Linked DNA regions of Mus musculus: all the other regions are linked to region 2. A link is a contact called in public ChIA-PET and Hi-C data. All regions are on one chromosome and are shown on one strand. Each heading gives the region's core, a stretch centred on a gene start, on an enhancer-like site or on the middle of the called end of the contact. The rest is flanking DNA. Distances are from core to core; before and after follow the strand shown.

What was found. A called contact is a pair of places that touch in the nucleus more often than the background predicts. ChIA-PET counts read pairs in DNA pulled down with a chosen protein or histone mark.
Region 1: a Hi-C map of muscle stem cells shows a contact between it and region 2, with 1.8 times the contacts expected there. The contact joins the enhancer-like site here to the promoter of Ncald in region 2. A contact is called at or near these places in 1 of 39 promoter capture datasets (macrophages), 3 of 484 Hi-C or Micro-C datasets (embryonic stem cells and muscle stem cells), 3 of 115 datasets of contacts at active chromatin or transcription factors (embryonic stem cells, fibro-adipogenic progenitors and pancreatic cancer cells) and 1 of 9 other capture datasets (adipose tissue).
Region 3: an RNA polymerase II ChIA-PET map of neural stem cells shows a contact between it and region 2, with 3 times the contacts expected there. The contact joins the enhancer-like site here to the promoter of Ncald in region 2. A contact is called at or near these places in 1 of 39 promoter capture datasets (macrophages), 3 of 115 datasets of contacts at active chromatin or transcription factors (CD8 T cells, embryonic stem cells and neural stem cells) and 4 of 9 other capture datasets (adipose tissue, embryonic stem cells, liver and 1 more).

What each region holds. Positions count from the first base shown.
Region 1 is chr15:37,404,005-37,407,748 of GRCm38.p6, reverse strand. All of the region lies in intron 1 of Ncald (neurocalcin delta), which reads left to right. Among named protein-coding and RNA genes, the nearest start is that of 4930447A16Rik, 20 kb to the left of the region's middle. Within about 2 kb of position 1,363, at least 22 of the 459 cell types and tissues checked have an H3K27ac peak or open chromatin away from gene starts, as enhancers often do. A contact at or near this core is called in fibro-adipogenic progenitors and muscle stem cells, where this site is marked.
Region 2 is chr15:37,457,621-37,461,226 of GRCm38.p6, reverse strand. Ncald (neurocalcin delta) reads left to right here and starts at 1,845. Exons shown (of 4, transcript NM_001170868.1): 1 at 1,845-2,010.
Region 3 is chr15:37,497,924-37,501,482 of GRCm38.p6, reverse strand. It overlaps a transcript of Ncald not described here. Among named protein-coding and RNA genes, the nearest start is that of Gm41305, 18 kb to the left of the region's middle. Within about 2 kb of position 2,067, at least 36 of the 459 cell types and tissues checked have an H3K27ac peak or open chromatin away from gene starts, as enhancers often do. A contact at or near this core is called in neural stem cells, where this site is marked.

The sequences.
Region 1 (3,744 bases), core at 114-2,613, 53 kb after region 2:
GAATGAAGCTACGGACTTTTCGAAACCTTTTGGGGAATCACAGAAGAGCAAGGTTTCCGCCTTCCCTCAACAGATGCAGACAGGGAGAAAAGGAGGTCTCGCCCTCTGAGAGAACATCCACCAGCCGCCATTGCCTTTCGTGGAGGTGTGGTGGGGTTTTTGTTTGTTTGTTTTGAGTTGTGATTTCCTTTGGTTTTGGTGGAAAGTTGGCTTCACGCATTAGCTTTTTGGGTCTGGTTCTCTGTTGATAATTTGCTATCTTCTTGTGTTTGTGTTGTTTTCCATCTATGACCAGAATCTACACTTCTTTTTTTCTTTCCATTTTTCCTCGCCCTGGAAGATTAGGTGTGGCCCAGAATACGTTTTTAAAAGTTCCACACTGCCTTTCCTGGAGTAAACGATTAAAATTGATGCCAGTGTTTAAAGGAGCTCCTGAGGAATGTTTGTCTTCCTGAAGGATGGAGGGTCTGAAGCAAAGGTCGCTAAGACTTCAGCCAGGCATATGGAGGGGAGAGACTGAGGGACAGAGATGACACCGTTTCACAGCTGTGGGCAAGCAGAGGGAGCACAGACCACATTCTGAGAGGGATGCGGAGCCCTGTAAGATTTTGAGGAGGCAGGCATGTAGTACACAGAACATTTCAAATTTGAGACCAATTTCTTCCCCTACACCCTGTCTCAAAACCCAAAGCAAACAAGTGACCTAGCAGAAGTGGGAGACAGCACAGCTTGTATTTGATAAAGTCACTCAGGGTACCGTGTGAAGAAAAGCTTGGACCTGGGGTAGGAGGAACAAAGTGAGGGTGAAAAGTGGGGCTCAGGCAAGGAAAGGCCTTAGACACCAGGAAGGACCCACTGGTGTCTCGCTGGGGTGGTGACAGGGTGGATTTGAGATTTTGGCTAGAAAATCAATGTACCATGCCAAAGGCATTAAAGCAAGAGGGGTCAGAGGTAGTCCTTGTGTCTTGGAGGGAGTCACCAGAGGGTGAGGGGGAGTCCTTTACTGGGATGGAGCAGACTTGGACATGAGAAAGGTGACAGGATACAAATAAGACTCAGGCAGGAGTGACAACCCTTGCTCATTCTGAGCTTTCAGGGTACAGCCTTGAACTGGGCGTGAAGGACACCTACAGAAGACCGGGTAGGCTTGACCTCTGTATTTTCTTACCCCCTGCCAGCTCTGCCTTCTCCTTCTTTGTTGGTCTAAGGTCCAGTGTCAGCATTATAAGGACCCAGTCTTCAGGTACACTGGCTTTGGAGACCAAGCGAGTCTTTGGCTATAAGCTCTGTATAGTGATGGCTCCGTTGACTTTTTCTAACAACAGACTCCGAGATTCTCGGCTTAGCTGCTTGTCTCCTGAGGCTGCATGAGTAATCGGCATCTCAGGATTACCACATGCACAGTTGAGCACCGATGTCCATGACCTCCGACTCACCCCAAAGCCCCATTTCTGCATTTTTCCAATTTCTGTGCCAATTCTTCAAGCCACTGAGGCCAAACACTTGGCATGAGGCTGAACTTCTGTTCTGTGTTTTGTTTGGTTGTTTTGTTTTGTTTTGTTTTCTCCACCTTACAGCCCAGGGAGTCTGCCATCAAGCTATGCCTGGAATCCAGCCGCATGTCCCTTACACGGCTGTGACCATCCTGTGCCTGGATCACTGCAGAGCCTCCCTCACTCTCTCCCTTAGTTTCCCCTATTAGCTTGTCTCAGCAGAGCAGTCACAACAGTGCTGACGAAAACTTCCTCACTTCTGCAGCTCACAGCCAACTCCTTGTAGTCTCTGCTGGGACCCACCAACGATCTGAGCCCTTGTGGCCCCTCTGGCCTCATTTCTCACCCACTCACGCCCTCCACTCTGCCACATTCTAAGTATGTCCCCAGTTCAGAGCAACTTAGCTAGCTGTTCTCATCTACCCATATTACTCTGTCCAATGGCACTTTCTCAGTGAGAACTTCTCTGGCTTCTTACTCAAAATTCTAACTCTCCTGGCTCTCTCTACCCTTCCCTCTTTACTGTCTCCATGGAACATGTACACCTGACATTCTGCTTGCTGTTCTTGTCTCCTTTACATCTCTTGCCACTGACTATAAACTCCATAAAAGGGAGGGTCTTTGCCTGCTTGTCCCCTGGTAGATCCCTGGGACTCCTGTCTCTCCAGACAGACATTTAGTACCTATTTGTGGCATAAAGGGGTTATAACAAGAGACTATCTGCTCTCTCCATCCATTTCCTTCTAAAAAGTTACAAAACCATTATAATTTCTGCATATGCTTTGTTCATAACAGGACACACTCTGAAAACACTGGACAGCAGTCCAGGCTCGCATGCTGGCTTCTCTGCGAGCTGTGTGACTCATGTCAGTTAGTCTTTCTGAGTTTTAAGCTCTTTGCTAATAAAATAGAGAAAGCCTGCCCTGCCTATCCCGTGGGGCTAGTGTGAAGATTCCTCAGACTACTTAGTGTATGAAGGACCATCGTCTTAGCCTTTTATTTTGCTAAAACAAAACATCTGAGGCTGTATTCACACCAAAAGGATGTTTATTTTTGTCACAGTTTTGGAGGCAGGATGACTATGATTAGGTGAGGCTGTCTGTCTGACGTCTGGTGAGGGCTTTGGATCATATCACAACATGGTAGGAACACATATGACAAAGAGAGAGGTCCCATGGCAAGATAGGAAACAGGAACCTGGAAGAGGCCAGGCTGGCTCTTCGTAACAACCCGTTCTCTCAGGAACTAATCCATGCGACTCACCTCTCTTTGAAGGCAGCATTACACCACTGTGATGCAGGAACTCCATAACCTACCTACCTTTCTGCCAGGCCAAGCCTCTTAATGGCTCTTACACTTCAGTACCACTGGGGACCAAACTTGCAACACACCAGTCTTTGGGAGTTACCATGATAACCATTCCTAACTCAATACTATAACTTGGATATGTGACTACCTCAATGAGTTCTCACATCAGAGTCAGTGAAATGTGAACTTGGAATATTGAATTCATTTCACTGAGGTGCAATCGCAAAGTAAATGATTTGCTTGACAATTAAACGACAGAGGTAGCCTTCACATACAAACATTTTCTTTAAAAACAAAAACGAACCTTATTTTATTTATGTGTGTATGTGTGCATGCATGTTCAGTTGTCTGTGGCAAATCTCCTAAAGATGGAGTTACAGGTGACTGGGAGCCTCCCCAGTGTGGGAATGTGGAAGTGGGAAGTGAACTCAGGTCCTCTGAAAGAGCAATACACACTTTTTCCTGATGGACTCTCTCTCCAGTCCCTGAAGCCAAGCACTTTGTCTTGGTCCTGAGCGGTTGTCCTATTATATTCAAAGTCAGTTAATGACTGTGTGAAGCAATGAAGAGGATTTGACCCTGCACTGGTTTTCTCCCCATCCTTTTGACTCAAAGAGTCACGTAGTTCTGTTTTCCAAAAGAAAATCTTCAGGCCTTCCTCCTCTCTTTCCAGTGAACAAAAGCCTATCAGGGGTCTGTCAGACCAAGCAAACGCAGCCAAGTCCTCATCAAGGTCAGATACCAGTCCTCAGTCTAGTCTTTGTTGACAACTACAGAAATGGACACTGGATTAAGCTGCAATACCCACTTCCCAAACAACTTAGCTTACGCTCTTCCTTGTTGGTGTTCAGGTCTTTCTGTGCTAATGAGCGAGAAGGACTTTGTAAAGTCTGGGGAAGGACATTAGGTTGGTTTTGAAGAAATAGACCTGTTTCTACAGGAA
Region 2 (3,606 bases), core at 596-3,095:
GACACCACCTACTGGTAGAGGGTGACATTGCAGTTTTATTTTCTTGATATTAAACTGAATAAAATGGAGAAACGATTGACAAGGCAGCATAGCTTCAGAGCCTGGGCTAAGTCAAGTCAGGCAGCCAGCAGGGAGAACTTGATCCCTGGACACCTACACTTCCCTTCCTACACCTTCCTCCCTCCCAGCCCAGAGCAAGGACCCACACTCCTAAACAGAGAACCAGAATTATATGTAGAACACAAGTCTAGAAAATAGACCTGTTGCTTAAGTCTGCCCCTTATAAGGCATTCAAACCAATTTGCACAGACACTGGGTTCAGCTGCTGTCATTCTAACAAGTAGGTCCATTCCTGACTGTCTTCAGTCTGAAAGTAAAGAATCTAACTTTACACTTTGCCTTTACATTTGCCACGGTACAACCAATAGCATCAGAAAAATAACTTCCAATAAAAACCCATTCTCTCTCTTCATTGGAGCTAGCATGGAAGATGGAATGGGGGAACGGGATGCTTCTGTGGCCAAGCAGATAGGCCATTAGTCCTGTGAAAGATCAGCTTCTATTCTACTGAAGACAGAGTCACAGAACAAAACCAGTTGGCCACAGAGTCACTCATATCTCATAGTGTGTGTATGCACACATGTGTGAGTGTGTTACACATATGAATATGAGTGTGTGCATGCATTTATGTGTGTGTGCACATGTTTGTATGCTTGCACGTGCAGGCGCAGTGTGTGTGTGTGTGCGTGTGCGTGTGTGTGTGACTGTGTCTGTGTATAGTCCTAATGACCCAGGCACACCACCTCTTTCTTCTCCCCACCTTTCAGCTCCTTTGTTTTTTGAATGAGTCCACATTTTCTAAATGGGTTTTTCATAATGCCTTCCTATGGGTTTTACTCAATTTTGTTTAATTGGCTTCCTGTTAATTAAGAATGAGAACGAACTGGGTCATAAGCACTCACACAGAGCTAAAGATCAGCTAACGTGTCCCTGAAGGCAATGAAGCTGTAATTTGGGAACAGGTGGGCTGCACTGTTGACTCCTCTGTGGTAGGGAGATTCCATCTGTGGGATGCCGAACCAGTCACTCAACATGAAACTCCCTCAGTCCGTTATGGACCAGAGAATCGTGGGAGGGTAGAGTGTGGGACCTGCGGAGGGGTCTGGCCCCTTTTCTCATCATCTCCAGGTCCTTCTAAAGTTGTGCCCTTGTGGAAGTGTTCTGGTCATCATTTTTGCAAGGAATCTTAGGTGGCATGCGACTTGGCTTTATCTACCCTGCTTTTTGCAGCATGCTTCCTTCCTGTCAGGCTCCTTCAGCCACACCATCTTTCATCGGCATGCTCTCGGGACACCGATGAGGATTCAGTTTCAAGAATATACAGTTTTTCCACCAACAATCTCTTGAAAGCTGTTTTCTCTCAGTTTATTTAGAGGGGAATTTAATTCACTAAGAAAACCACCTCATGAATGTTTTCAGCTTCTTTTTTTGACTGGAGGGGGAGGGGCTCTGTGCTGTGATAGTAAGACTAAGGGTCACAGCATGCATTTTCTGGCAACCAGAGAAAGGACAAGCAGGCTTTAATGATGAAAGTTGCAGGCACTCGTGAGTCACAACTTTGAGGGTTGAAATTATCTGCCGGGCACTGTTCACAATGGTTTTGCAATCCATGTGTATACATACATGCACACACAGATATGCACACACACGAGCACACACATCAGTGACAGATGACCTATTGAAATAATTTCAGAGCCAGTCTGTGGTTGCTACGACAACCAATGCTCTCTTGGCTTTTATCTGGCCATGTGACAGGGACTTTGACGTCAGCCAGAGGCAGAGTCTGTGGCTGAGTCCGCACAGTCAAAGGCTTGTGAGAATCTGGTGGATGCTGGACCTTGCTGCTGCTGCTGCCGCCGCCGCCGCTGTTGCTGTCCCTACAGCTGTGGTTGTTGCTTCCCAGGGGCTGCAGGAGCATGGACTACTAAACCCCCACTTCTTCAGCGTGAGGTAATCGGTTTGCTTTATACACAGGAGTTACGTGGTTTCACAGCCCCTGATGGTTTTCCCTCCCCTCTTAACCTCCTACAACTTTGCCTTCAAGAGCAGTTACTGACGAACGGAGCCAAAGAATGTGAAGCAGCTTCCAGTCACGAATTTCAGGCAGTCTCTGGAACTTGGTTAAATTTGGATTAGTGTTCCATGAAGTAGGTTAAAATGTAATCTTTCTTGCGCAATGCTTGCTAACATACATTATTTAGAAATTCTCATTTTGCAGCGTGAGCCAAATTTGCTCCCTTGAATTCTAGGAATCCCTCCTTCAGTGTTGTTTGGGGTCTGGTAACTCCAGCACCGCCTTGGAGGGAGCAGCTAACTTTTCCTTGTTGCTGCTGCTGATTCTGCGTCAGCCCACAGCAGTCTGGAATTTGGTTTCTACCTCATTTGCAGCATGTATAATTAGCAACAATGGGAACCGTGAGAAAAGACTCTAGACTTTGAAAGTTGTGGTTATTATTGTAAAGGGGGCTTTTGGTACTCTGTAAATAAGAGGGGAACTGTCAACAGCTTCCTGTTTAGAGAAAAGAATCTGCAATATGCCAAGGAAGTCGGGGTGGAACCTTTATGTGTGTGCGTGTGGTTGTTTTGTGGGTGTTACTGTGAAGTGCTATTTTGTGGCTCGCTCTCTCTGAAAACCCTGGTGAAGAGGAGGGACTGACTGGCCTTTTCTAAGGAGTCCTGTAAGCTGGTTCTGATCTTTATTCTTAAAAGTAATTATCTTGAGAAGAAACTAGCCTGGAACTAAATATGCATTGATGTGAGGTCTTCCCTAACTGAAATGTAGATTGAGGATGCTCGATAAAAATTTGCTCCAGGTCTTGTGTGAGTGATTTGGTAACTGATGAGCAAGGATTGCTCCGGCTGTTGTGTGTGCATTGCTGTGGTTCTGCTAGCTCCTTCTGCAGCTCCAAGTTTCAAGGAAACCTCAGGTTCTGAAGCAAACAGAAGCCTAGATGGATAAACAGGTTTCTAGATCTTACAGATTTAACAGAAACGAGGCGTATTTTAGACAGCCATCTGAAATAGAACCAGCATTTGAAGGAGCATAGATAGACTGGCTCCACTCGATATATGCAGTCAGTAGGTTGATGATATAGTTATATTTTAGTTTGGAGAAATAATACATTGTTTGGACAGTAGGTTGACGATATAGTTATATTTTAGTTTGGTGAAAGAATACATTGTTTTTTGCTTCTGTTACTAGGCTCAGAATTGTGGGTTCTACATTTTGCTCTCGTTGGGTGAGAATTCTGAGAGCCTGTAGCCGCAGCAGTAAATGAATAACTGCTTGAATCAATTATTTTCCAAGCAGCTTTCAGTGAATGGACCTTTTGATCAGAGCTTCCGTTAGGACTGTCCACTGTCTGATGTGCTTGTACATACATGTATTTACTAAGACGTCTTCCAGTCATTTAACTGACCTCATGTTCTTGTAACCCAGACGCTACCACTTTCATGAGTCAACTGGTGTGTGACATTTCAATTGAGAATGGGGGGACCAGCTAGCACTGTCATTTAAAGGCATCTCTCGTGGTATACACTTGGTGC
Region 3 (3,559 bases), core at 818-3,317, 40 kb before region 2:
ATGAATCTGAAATAATCGGAGTTTTCACATGCAAGTGTGGGTAGATCCAATCATATGCATAAGCATATGTGTACCTGTGTGTGCATGAGGCAGATTATAGCACTGGTCTGCTACACAATTGTATGTTCTGATGAACTAATTGTGTTCTGATAAACAATGACAAATATTAGCCGATGGCTGGCTGCAATATACCACTGGCTGTTGTTCCTTTGTCGCTCTCCCAGGCTGGCTATTTGAACCGTCCATGTGTCGCCTCCATGCATGGGCAATGCATTCTCTTGGTCCTTCTTTAGTTGTAGCATGAGTGCTGCGGATCCTTTGCTCATCAGGCAAGAGTTACATGAAACATTAGAACGGTGTATCTACAGATGAGCTCATTCATTGGTTCTGATCCAAAATTCTTCAAAGAAGACCTAAATAGATATGTACGCATGACAGGGAGTGTCAAAATGGCCAGACAGTTTTAACAGATTATTCTGGCAAGCCACCATGTCTGGGAAGGGACTGCAGCAGAGCCCAGCGGGAGTTAACCAGTAATGTCAGCAAGGATGAACTGGGGGAGACAATGAGATTAGTTTTGGAATTGTGTAAAGCTGTTTTTAAAGGATCAAATTCTGGGTCACAATAGGAGCAGCCATCAGACAAACTTCAAAGACGAGGAAATACAAATGCACACATTTCCCCAAGCATGCACACATTTACCCTTGTTCAACTTCTCCAAAATTGCAAACAATGACAATTTGTTGGACTCTTAAACTAAGAATAATTAAATAAATGTAAATGTGGTATGCTGTATACATACATATGCTATGCATAGTGCTAAGAACTGTGTGTTTACTTCTTGTTACTGACCATGGAGCAATTACAGTTCATTTAAATGTACGAAGAGAGAGGCTACTATATTAACAAGCTTAATAATCTTCACACCTACAACTCCTAAGGATTATTCCCTTAAGGGAGAAAGATTGGTGAACAAGGATGTTTGAGAAACTCAGAAGCAGAAGAACCAGCCACAGCCAGAAAATGCTGGCAGAATTAGTGGGAAAGATACAAAAAGGTTAGCAGCCGGGCAGTGGTGGCGCACGCCTTTAATCCCAGCACTCGGGAGGCAGAGGAAGGCGGATTTCTGAGTTCGAGGCCAGCCTGGTCTACAGAGTGAGTTCCAGGACAGCCAGGGCTACACAGAGAAACCCTGTCTCGAAAAACAACAACAACAACAACAAACCAACGGCAACAAAAAATAAGATACAAAAAGGTAGTTGGTGTTATCCATCAGCCTACAGTGAACAAAAGGAAAAGGAGCCATGTTTGGTTTCTCAAAATTCTGGATTTGTATGGCAACCTTTGCAAGAGCTTTCTGGCTCCAGGCACCTCAAGTAACATGGACTTCCTACCAAGGCTCAACCTTTGTCCAGTCTGGAGTTTGTGGTAATTACCATGTGTGTCTGGTGTGAAGCCAAACAAGAGAATCCTAGTGAAAGACAGCTCAGCCACACAGGCCAAGAGACTGCTACCTAGTGATGTCCTGCCACCATTGTTTTTACTGTGCTCTCTGTCAAATTGACAGTTAAAATAAAGCATGAGAAAAAAAGAGAGAGAGAAAATGTCTTGTTTGCAATAACAGTGTGGGTGAGGTGTTCACTTTAGGGTTTTGTTTTACAGTATTTTATAATTTTTAAACATTAGCATTTTCAAGGATATATTACTCAATTTTAACATTTCCCTGGAGTGAAATCCGTTGGAGCTTCCTCTGAAGCAGCTGAGATGATTCACAACCCTACCACCCTGACCCACAATGCCCACCCTGAGCCAGAGAGTCCACCAGGCAAAATGGTTCTCTTGTATCCTGAGCCTTTCTGCATCTGGCTTAGAGAATCTGCCTTTTTAGATGTCTGATTATTCAACACCTGTGAAAATATAGTGTCGCTTCTTGAGAACCAAATCTTGTTTGAAATTTCTGGTGTCAGAGGGCCCTTTAAAACATGGATGGTCTCTCGCTGCCTCAGAAGGCTGCATTCACAGGAGGCTGCTTCCACCTGACCTGACCAGAATAATGCGCCTTTCATGGAGGCCAGTGAATGGGATGCTCTCAGCTCTTCTCTTTAGGGCGATTATTCTGAAAATCTGCACTGTCCACAAGGCCTTCTTGGCAGCTGCACAGTGAAATGCATCTTTCTGTCAACTCGGTCTCTTCTCTCTATTTTATATTTCATTCTGGTAGCTGCTTGGCTAAAGATGCAAAAGCCTTCACGAACCCTGCATTTTTGTGCGCCCACATTCCTCAGACTGTCAGGGACTCACAAAGCAAGGCAGGTAGTTCCTAGTAGGCCTGGGAACTGTGAGAACAGGAAGAGAGACTTTGTCTTAATGGGGGTGGCAAGGAAATAAAATGGTGGCCCAAAAAGAACAAATCCTAAGGCAGGCATGAACTCTAAAGCCTGTCTGCTATCAGCCTTGAGGAGGATGGTGTTAACCAGGTCTCCATCGGCCGAGCTGCCGCTGCTGCTCCTGCTGTACCACTGGGGAGGGCAGAGCTGACTCTGCCAGGCCTGCGAGCACTTCTAGGAGGAATGAGGGCTTCTACCTCACATGGATCCTTATAACAAGAGCTTAGTTTGGGGATGAACAAGGAAGGGGGAGACATGCTAAATGTCTAAATGGAGAAAATGTCATTTTCCAGTTTTTAAGCAGACAACACTTATCAAAGAGCCAGCTTCGAATAGACGAGGAGGACAGGCTGCTGTAAATATTCTTAAAACATAATGACAGGATTTCGTGTCGTTCAGACGAGTCTTGAACTTCTGGTCCTCCTGCCTCTACCTCCTGAGTGTTGAGATTGCAGGTTTGTGCCAGCAGGCCTGGTTTATGCATTTCTGGGAACTGAACCCAAGGCTTGGTGCATGCTGAGCAGACACGATACCAACTAAACTTCATCCCAGCCCCAAAAGACCAATTTAAAATCTTCTTTTTCATTGTCTTCTTTTCATGTGTGTGCAGGGGTCGCACATGTGGACAGTCTTCCATCATCATTCCTCCACTTACTCCTTGAGGCAGAGTCTCCCAGTCAAACCCAATATGGAAATTACAGGCAGGGAGCCACAACCACCCAGCTCTTTCATGAGTGTCTGGGGATCTGAACTCTGATCCTGTCATTTGTTTGGCAAGGACTTTAACAACTCTGCCGTTTCCCCAGTCTGAGATTTACTTTAATGAGTGAAGACAGAGACCTCCTGTGAGTCCCTTCCCCAGCCCTGCCTATCCTCTGCATTTAGTTTCACAGGCTACGTTGTTACTCTGTGATGCAACCTAGATCCCCAAGTCCACTGTGCTTATAACACTCATTCTTGATGTTGCACATAGCAGGTCTAGGGTTCACTCTGGGTGTTGTATATTGTTGGGGTTTGTACAGGTTTTAACATGCGTTTACTCTACAGTGTTATGGGGAGAGAAGTTTCCCTCTACTTCTGATGGCTCATTCAGGTAGACCTAGACTGTCCTAACAGAAGAAAAGCATCCAAATACCATGTAAGTCTTACCTGGCACAGGTGCCGAAGAAGGA